2 separate regions of the Bombyx mori genome follow, and region 1 is linked to region 2. A link is a contact called in public Hi-C data. All regions are on one chromosome and are shown on one strand. The core of a region is the stretch at or near the end of the contact, and the rest is flanking DNA. Distances in the headings are between cores, read along the strand shown.

What was found. A called contact is a pair of places that touch in the nucleus more often than the background predicts.
Region 1: a contact with region 2 is called in a Hi-C map of whole pupa, with 1.6 times the contacts expected there. The contact joins two enhancer-like sites. A contact is called at or near these places in 4 of 7 Hi-C or Micro-C datasets (midgut and whole pupa).

The regions. Positions count from the first base shown.
Region 1 is chr15:621,855-626,860 of ASM3026992v2, reverse strand. All of the region lies in intron 7 of E74 (transcription factor E74), which reads left to right. Among protein-coding and RNA genes, the nearest start is that of LOC134200138, 24 kb to the left of the region's middle. Within about 2 kb of position 2,735, at least 5 of the 8 cell types and tissues checked have open chromatin away from gene starts, as enhancers often do.
Region 2 is chr15:579,468-583,958 of ASM3026992v2, reverse strand. All of the region lies in intron 9 of E74 (transcription factor E74), which reads left to right. Among protein-coding and RNA genes, the nearest start is that of LOC101739317, 19 kb to the right of the region's middle. Within about 2 kb of position 2,363, at least 8 of the 8 cell types and tissues checked have open chromatin away from gene starts, as enhancers often do.

The sequences.
Region 1 (5,006 bases), core at 1,486-3,985, 43 kb before region 2:
CTAAGGTCTCAAAGAATAGTTACAACGGCTGCCCCACCATGCAAACCGAAACGCATTACTGCTTCACGGCAGAAATAGGCAGGGTGGTGGTACCTACCCGCGCGGACTCACAAGAGGTCCTACCACCAGTAGATTGCAGTTAACACACACGAGAAATGAACCGACAAGTGTTATATCTTGTTCGGAAGTCTCTCCACAAGATGGCGAAGAAATTTTCACTTCTATAAGGAGACTTCCCCAAAATTGAGAGCATGGCTTTGTAATGATTTTTGTTTTTGTCCTTTTTTTATGTATGCGTCATATTATATTGCAGGATGTGACGTCAGAATATATCAAATATAGGTTTGGTTGTAGTTCATATTCAACTTATGGCTAGCAAGCTATATTAATATGCGTATTTAATACGAATTTGTAGGCAATAGTGTGATCTCTTCATAATAAGCACTTTAATTACAACACAAGAAAGGTAACCATATCTTCGCTCGAAGTATTACACCACAACCCTAAAGATTCCCCGAAGCGACTTTACAAAGAACACAGAACTGACAAGAGCGTGCTGGAATCAGGGATCTCATGACATTGTTTGCAGACTTTAGTTCGCGTCGGACCTAGATAACCCAAATTAATTTTGATCCTAATGTTTATAACCTCCATTCGTGAATGTGTTACGGCTATTCCACTCTTTGAATTAAACGACTGACTTGCTAACGGACTGCAAGTGATGCATCAGCATGACCCAACACTAGTCAGAGCACAACTTGTGTTTTTCTAAAGCGCACTCTACATGCGCAATCTGAAGTGTATTCACGTTCAATTTTTTTCCCTACCTATTCTAGTGATCTCAAGGAGTCATACTAGATTCACCGAGCAGTAGGTGATCTCAAGGGGCTCAAGGCCGGTGATATTGCTAACACTAGCCCTAGCAAGAGCAGTGCTTCGCAGAATCTACCTACCTTTTTTTTTATTGCTTATATGAGTGGACGAGCTCACAGCCCACCTGGTGTTAAGTGGTTACTGGAGCCCATAGACATCTAAAACGTAAATACGGCACCCACCTCGAGATATAAGTTCTAAGTTCTCAGTATAGTTACAACGGCTGCCCCGCCCTTCAAACCGAAACGCATTACTGCTTCACGGCAGAAATAGGCAGGGTGGTGCTACCTACCCGCGCGAACTCACAATAGGTCCTACCACCAGTAAAAAGTACCACCGGATCGTAAACGCGACCAACTATGAATATCCGGCGAGAAACTCTGGATTCTGTCTGTAGGTTAAACGCTCAATAAATATGTTTATGATTAAAAGCTATTACCTATTGTCAATAGTAATGTACATTTGGGAATAAAAGGAAGAACGAAAATAAATAAATCGAACACCTTCCTTATTTCATAGTCAACGAAAACAGTCTTGATCGTTAATTTGAACAATCCACGCACATATGATTGCAGCACGCACGGCCTTGCGCGCATCCGCGTTCATACGTCTTAGCTATAGGGTTCAATGGACATTAATAATGATTCCCTACGTTACATATGTTTCATTGATTAATGTCTGTGTCTCAATTTTGTTTAAATCTATTTTGACTGTCAATAAATTCAATGAAGTGTGGCAATAAAGAAATCATATTTAGTGTCTTGCAAGTGTGGTAAATATGTAAAACTGTACTATGCTATTAACGATGTTTACAGAATACAACACTCACGAGCACTCTCTATGTTACATTACTGTGAGCCTCAGAAAACACTAAATTCGCGCCCGGTCCTCAACGGACGAATGTATTTTTTAATTGAAATATGTAGGTTACAGCACTGCCTCTTGTGTTAGATATAACACTTAAACAAATTCACACAATTTCTCTTATGAGATTACATAAAAAAAACTATTAAATGTACACAGAACCCACACAATTCCATCTAAAAACCAACTTGATAATTTAGCATTCGCAACGAGATTAAAGAGAGGATGTTGCAACATCATCGAACACTTAAAAACAGGAAATCAAATATTCGACCACTGATTTATTAATAAGAACGTTCTGATTAATCGTAATTAGTCAATAAAACAAGTATCAAAATCGTTGGATCGGTCGTTGTAACATAAATTAATTTTAGGTGGACAAATCATAATTCTTTTTTTATTTACTGACAGACTGTTTTTTATTGACATATATAGACGAACCTACAGTCTGTATGAACACACGCGGGTCTACAATGGCTCAGTAAAAGATTAAGGACGCTTTAAGAGTGTTTGAGTAAAACAGAGACGAATCTAGTACCATTGTTTTTTTAAATCATAACAATGAAAAACATTGTCAAACTACCTGATATTGGTACAAGTTAATTTTTATTTGTTGCCAAAAAGATCACACCAATGAAAAATCCCAATAAATTCATTGTTGTTTCATTTATAGACGAACGACATCATGTATTATAACAGAACTGAATGAAATATTGAGAACCTTCGAATGACGCTTCATTTCCAAAAAAAAAAACTAATATACTCGCAAACGTGACAACTAAAACAATTATATTATAATTCGCCTATAGTTTTGATATCGTCGGGAAGGAATAGATTTCGTATCGCACTTCTAATTGTTCAATGAAATATTAATAAATAAAATTATCTGCTGTTATCTTCTTTTATCTTTTTTTCGATCACAATATTAGGGCATCGCGTCACAGTTGCACAACAGATCAGCGATGCAAGGTGACGCAACACCACGCGCCTTGACGCACGCCCACGGCACTGTGTATATAATCACCGATGTCTGCACTTGCAGCTTTAAATTAACTGTCTAACCCTTTGAATGCTGCGTAGGTCACCGGTGCCCTACATGGCGCTCTGAAGTAATCACGTCGATTTCTGTTACTAAGACACCGGAATATCCAGCAGACTTTCGGAAAGACGAATCTCAGGATACTGAGAATGAATCTGTTTCTAAGAGACCTAAAAGACTAAAAGATACATTAACAAACACAAAGAAAGCAAAGTTAAGCAATTCAGACGCTTAGTAATGGCAGTCAACGTGCTAAGTCTATGTTAACGAAGATTTTGACATAAATAATTTTACTGGGGGGTAAGGACCTCTTGTGAGTCCACACGGGTAGGTACCACCACCCTGCCTATTTCTGCCGCGAAGCAGTAATTCGTTTCGGTTTGAAGAATGGGGCAGCCGTTGTAACTATACTGAGACCTTAGAACTCATATCTCAAGATGGGTGGCGGTATTTACGTTGTAGATGTCTATGGGCTCCGGTAGCCACTTAACACCAGGTGGGCTGTGAGCTCGTCCACCCATCTATGCAATAAAAATAAAAAAATAGTCTGAAAATCTACCAGTCCGTCATCAATATTGAGAACATTAGTTGTGAAACACTTAAGAATAAGAATAGCATCGCCGGGGCCGACTCGTGGAGCCGTGAACTCGAAACACACGTAGCGCACGTATTCATAAATATTTCCCTAAACCTCAAGGTGTAAGTGCCGCATTTTATGATCAGAGCATACAAGCGGTACTCGCTGACAATGTATGCCAAAGTGAATGCTTAAAAACTACTATTTGAAAGGTGTCGAGATTATTGGCAAAGCAGATTTGCCCCGCGATTTCAGCTTCCTTACATTTATAATTCAGTAAGTAATTAAACACTTCATATTTTCCCGGGATAAAGTGTTGCTTCTGTCACTCTCTTCTCCATAAACTGCAACTCCGTTTATAGATCAATAAAATCACGAACCGGCTATCACATTATTCATACTCATAGTTATATTTATTATCGCAGATATACCCGGAGTTGCCCAGGTCAACTGCTTACAACAACCTAATCAACAACTTATCAGCATGACATAAACAAATATGTCTTAATCTAGGCTTTAAACTATATTTGTATGAAATTTTATTTAAATCGGTTGGGGCATTTTTGCAATATTAAGTAACAGCGTTGTAAACTTTCACATTTGAAGTGAAACTTCCTTATCGGCGTTGGAAAAAAATTTACCGTCACATTTTTCGGTTACGCGTCACATTTTTCCGTTACGCGCCATCTTTTAATTAACGGCTGTATGTTCTGAAGTATGGATGCGCATTTGAGAAACCGACCTCATGTCTCAAGGTGGGTCACGGAATACATTTTGTAATTGCAATAATCCCAGGTAACCCACTTAATATCACGTGGACCGTGCTATTATTGTTATTACGTAAAATAATAGGAAGAAAAGTACCAGGGTATTATGATATCAAAGAGATGTATTATTATAACTTTACTCTGACGTACAGCCTTCTTTATTAATTAACGGCTGTATGTTCTGAAGTATGGATTCCGATTTGAGAAATTGACCTCATGTCTCCAGGTGGATTACGGAAATCATTTTGTAATTCCAATAATCTCAGGGAGCCCACTTAATAATATCACGTGGACCGTGCTATTTATTACTGTTATTACGTAAAATAATAGGAAGAAAAGTACCAGGGTATTATGATAGCAAAGAGATTTATTAATAATTAACGGCGGTATGTTCTGAAGCATGGTTTCGGATTTGAGAAATCGACCTCATGTCTCAAGGTGGGTCAAACTTCACGAACCTCAGGAACCCCATTTAACACCACGTGGACCGTGCTATTATTATTAATTTATAGGAAGAAAAGTACCAGGGTATTATGATATCAAAGAGATGTATTATTAAAATGCTGTAATAATCTTAGTAGCAAAAAGGTAAAGTGAAATAATTGTATTATTTGTATTCATGTCTATGATAATAAAATCCTTTTGTTTAAACTTTATCTAATTTAACTTTATTTAACCAATTTCTAGAAAGTTGCATGTAGATCATTTTTCGAAAAATAAGGCCATAAACAAGTTTCACTTCTTACGTGTGTACACTAGTACACGCACACATTTTTTTTATAATACTAGTGTCGATATGAGTATGCTTTTTACGATAGGCTGGATAATATTTTGTGACGGGCTGGCTCGGATGGTCGTAGCGAAACGGGCGTGACCTGCTCTAACT
Region 2 (4,491 bases), core at 1,114-3,613:
GCAAACCACACAAAAATAATTCAAACATTTTTATTCCATCACGTATTAGTAAGTTAATCACTGATTTGAATGCTAAAGATTTAAATCGCCTAGGTACCTTTAATATACACTTAAACTATCACTAATCATTATAAATTTATTTATTGTAGTTAAAATTTTATGATCGGTACTGTAGGTAGGTACCTATATGCTGATAAATTTATGTAAAATTAGAAATACTTTATATTGACCAAATTCTAACATCATATAATTATTTTCTTTAAGTATAATTAATTATCTAAATATGCTAAATACCCCTTCGGAACACTGATGCAAAATGATTGATCTAAAATGGCGTCCGGTTGCAAGGAAGTGTAGGAATTCGCGGGACGCGTTAGAGGGAGCGCGGGGGGAGTGGTTGGGGCGGGAGGAGTGCGCGGGAAGGGGGCGAGGTGACCTTCGCGCGTTGATGCAATGTCGCCGTGTCATTGACCACGCTGCGCCGCGCGCAAACAGTTGCAGCCACGTCCCCCCTCGCCACCTCTCCCTCTAGTCCCTCCCGCCCTCTCCCGAACAACTCGCTAACTTTTTGCCTTCTCCACAACAAATTTTGAAGTTAGAAAACTATTTTTTTCAAGTAGATCTATTTAAGATACCCTAATTTTAAAGTATGTATGTAAATTATTGATAATTACTTGGAACTGAAATTGTAAAGAGTAATAAAAATACTTTCTCGTAGATGTAAATGAGTTTGATAATAAATAAGTTACGGAATTTTTAAACTAGAACGTAATTTAGGTTAAAAACGATAAGGGCAATTGTAATTAAGTAAGTATTAAAATTCTGAATCCACTTCCTCGATTAACAACAGTTTTCAGTGCGTTGACTTCGCTGAAAATACATAAAACACATTTCATGTAATATTAATTAGTTTGTATGGTCTTTTTCATTAGTCGCTTGTTGAAGTTAAGGTCGTTCACCGCAGCTTACCAAAAAGAATGTGATTATATTGTGTCCGCACAATCCCAATATAATTCAAAGAAAAGCTCGACATCCAAAGTTAGCTACATAATAACATTTCTGTTCATTCTTCTACATACGTATAATTTTCATTTATACTTTAAACATTTTCATATTTCATAATGCTCATCCTGTAAGTTTACTGAGTGAAAGAGGCAAATCTAGTATCTGTGTGTATGTAACTGTTATGGATAACTTGAAACATAGTTGTATAAAAAAACGCATCGCATTTAAAAAATAAAGCAGCGTTTGTTTGCACATGCTCAAGTCTTTTTTTTCTTTTGTAAATTAGGCGCGTTCCCTTTGCTTGGCGCCATACTTTTATCAAGAAAATCGGTTTTCGTCCCGGATTTTTCGTATCGGAATATTTGATTTCTTTTCAAAAATTTTTATTTTCTCATAACTAATATTTTCTGTTTATACGTACTTAAATGATGATTTATAATATACATTTATATCTACATTAATTCAAACTCGTATTTAAATATCAAAATGAGTAATTATTTGCAAACAGACATCAAGCCGCCGCCATTACCTACTGTTACCGAAACAGATAATATAAACTCGAGACTCACTCACAATAACTTACAAAATAAATTATATTACACATTAAACAACGCAAAACACAATACAATTAATAATACAAATGTTTTTACAGTTGCATTAGTTTACGTAAGCGGGGTGCAAGAACCGCGCGGGTTCACCTTCAGTTCCCAATCCACGGGTTGAGGTCGTATCGCCAATAACAGATATTGATACCGCGACAAACAACGCGTAGCGGTGACTTTCGAACGACGCAACGCTAAAGTCGAAGTGTCAAAAGAACGCTTATAAGGCGCGACGCAAACCGGCCATCTTAACATTGATTCTTGTCAAGTATTTATTACCTAACTGATGTAAAATTTACTATTTTGAATGTTGTTATGTTTAATGTAATCTGATCATCATTCAATAATACGCCCTTTGATTGGCTTTGAATTTGAAACTTATTTGAATAAAAAAAAAAAACTGTAGGTAATAAAACTTTCTTAAGAAAATTCCCGTAGTAACGTAACCAGAATACTATTTTGGATTAAATTATTTTATTCATAATGCTAATCAAACTTCTTATAAAATAAGTAACAGAAAAGGGAAGGGAAAGAACAAAAATCTAAACAAGAACAATAATAATTTTACAATGTTAATAAAACTTTGGCTGTAATCCAAATCAACAAAATAATCGTATCAAAAATGAACTCTCATACAAAAAAAAGTGTATGTTAATCTGTGCAACGCGTAAACATGTAACCGAACCTGACCTTACACAACGGCAGCCATTGCGTATAGCCCGGCCGAGACAAACGGCGCTCTCATTCCGAACGTAACGCATACAGCAAGCTGATAACTGCATCCGGCAGTATAACCGATAACGCTATCTGACGACGCGGCCGAGTGCAACTCTTTTAAACGTTTTAAAACATGTACAAATTTATTGAACCAACATCGAATTATAGAGTCCATTGATTTAGGTTCTAAACAGCCACTAAAAAGGTTTAGTACCTACTGTTTACTAACCAAACAATTGGCATGTATATCTCAAATAGTTCAGTTTAATTTTGACATACAAAAAAAAAAACGACTGGAAATAGTAAATTTATAGGAAAATAGTATCGATACCACAAAACTATAATTGCGTTACCACAAAACTATCTAACGATTGCAATGGCATTGAATTCTAAATACCATTACTTCCGTACTTTACGCAAGAATTAGGAAAAAATGGAGTAAGTTGCAATATACAAAATTTTTGTTATAATAGGTACCCCGATTACTTGCTCGCCTAGCTTGATTCTAATATTCTAATTAATTCAAACTGAGCAATAATGGTAAGAATAATAAAATTGCTTTTGCTGCAATATATTATTGAATGTATGTAGGTACAATAAAATTTAAGCAAATAAGACTTCCAATTGAATTTCGATCTAATACATTATCAATCACTTGAACTGTTGATGTTTTTTAAAATAAGTAGTTGAAATTGATTTTCCTCGCTTCATTCTTCTCATTCAAGGTTTTCAAATGTCAAAACAAAATACATATTACGTACGTATATCAATATACCTACCTAGTAATAAAACAGTAGAATGCGGTGAGCCAAGCCGCTGCCTACTTTTCTTCAACATACCAAACGTTGAAGAAAAGTAGGCAGCGGCTTGGCTCTGTCCCTGGCATTGCTGAAGTCCGTGGGCGACGGTAAACACTCACCATCAGGTGGGCCGTTTGCTCGTCTGCCTACAAGAGCAATAAAATAAGATAAAAGTAGAAAAGATTTAACTGAAGAACATGAATCAGTGATATTTAGGATTATAGTCGGTCCATTTTTTTGCTCTTACATATCTCCGGAACAGCGCAACGGATTCTAAAGTACCTATAGTTGTCACAGAAAGAGGCAAACTTGCCAAAAAGCTATCTTATTATATAAAAGTTTTTAATACTAATGCAGGTAATATTAATAAAAAAGTATATGGTTGTTTCGTTTACACACCCTAATAACTAAACCGGCTTTGGCGAAATCATGTATAGAAATGGTTTGTATCATATAAATGTAAGCTACTTTTTATTCCACTGCTGTCCACTTATCCTCGCCCAGGCGATGTAAAGTGTGGTGATAACATGAGTTCTGATTTAACAAATTCTACTTTCATGAAATTAATTAGAATGATGACCATTGTCACAATATTTCTTCCATTAACATAGATATCTACCCCATTCAAATCTTGAATATAATTTCTACGGAATATGTTCAATGCAGTACTTAATTGTATCGGTACGTAGATGCTAACAACTTCAAATGGGAAAAGAGTCTAGAGGCATTAGTATAGTATACAGTAGAATATCACTTGTAAATTTTTACGAAGAAATCTCTAATCGACAATTGCGTTTGATCGCTCTCTCTCTCTCTCTCGACTTCCAATGTAGTCCGATAAGAAAGCTACAAAAGATTTTCAATAATGGTTTTCTGCTTCCGTAATTAATTCTAAACTAACAAAGGAGAGACTGAACGTAGAGAAGAAAACGAATATAACATTATTATCCGAAAACTAACGCGGTAGACTGGAACGAAACGCGTAGGAGACAAAAATGTGAGTTAGATAAGCAGGAACTTCCCATTTAGATAATGAGTTGACGACCGACGGGCGACGTAACCATACTGTGTAGTCTATGTCACGTACGTAAAATTAAAAAAAAACATTATTACGTAACACGAAACTTTAATAAAATATTAAAACATGTGCTCGGTTTTGTCTGGATATGTGGCTGCGTGCATAGCTTTACCAGTGCCTCTTTATCGTTAATTGATGAGTAATTAAAGAAGCTGAGGCGTTTATATGTAAATTCTTTAAAAAACACTATAATCGAACAGTAAGTATATATATATACATTCTGACTCCACAAACATTCGTTATCAAATACATTTATTTCACATGTGGAAATATAATATAAGGAGAGATG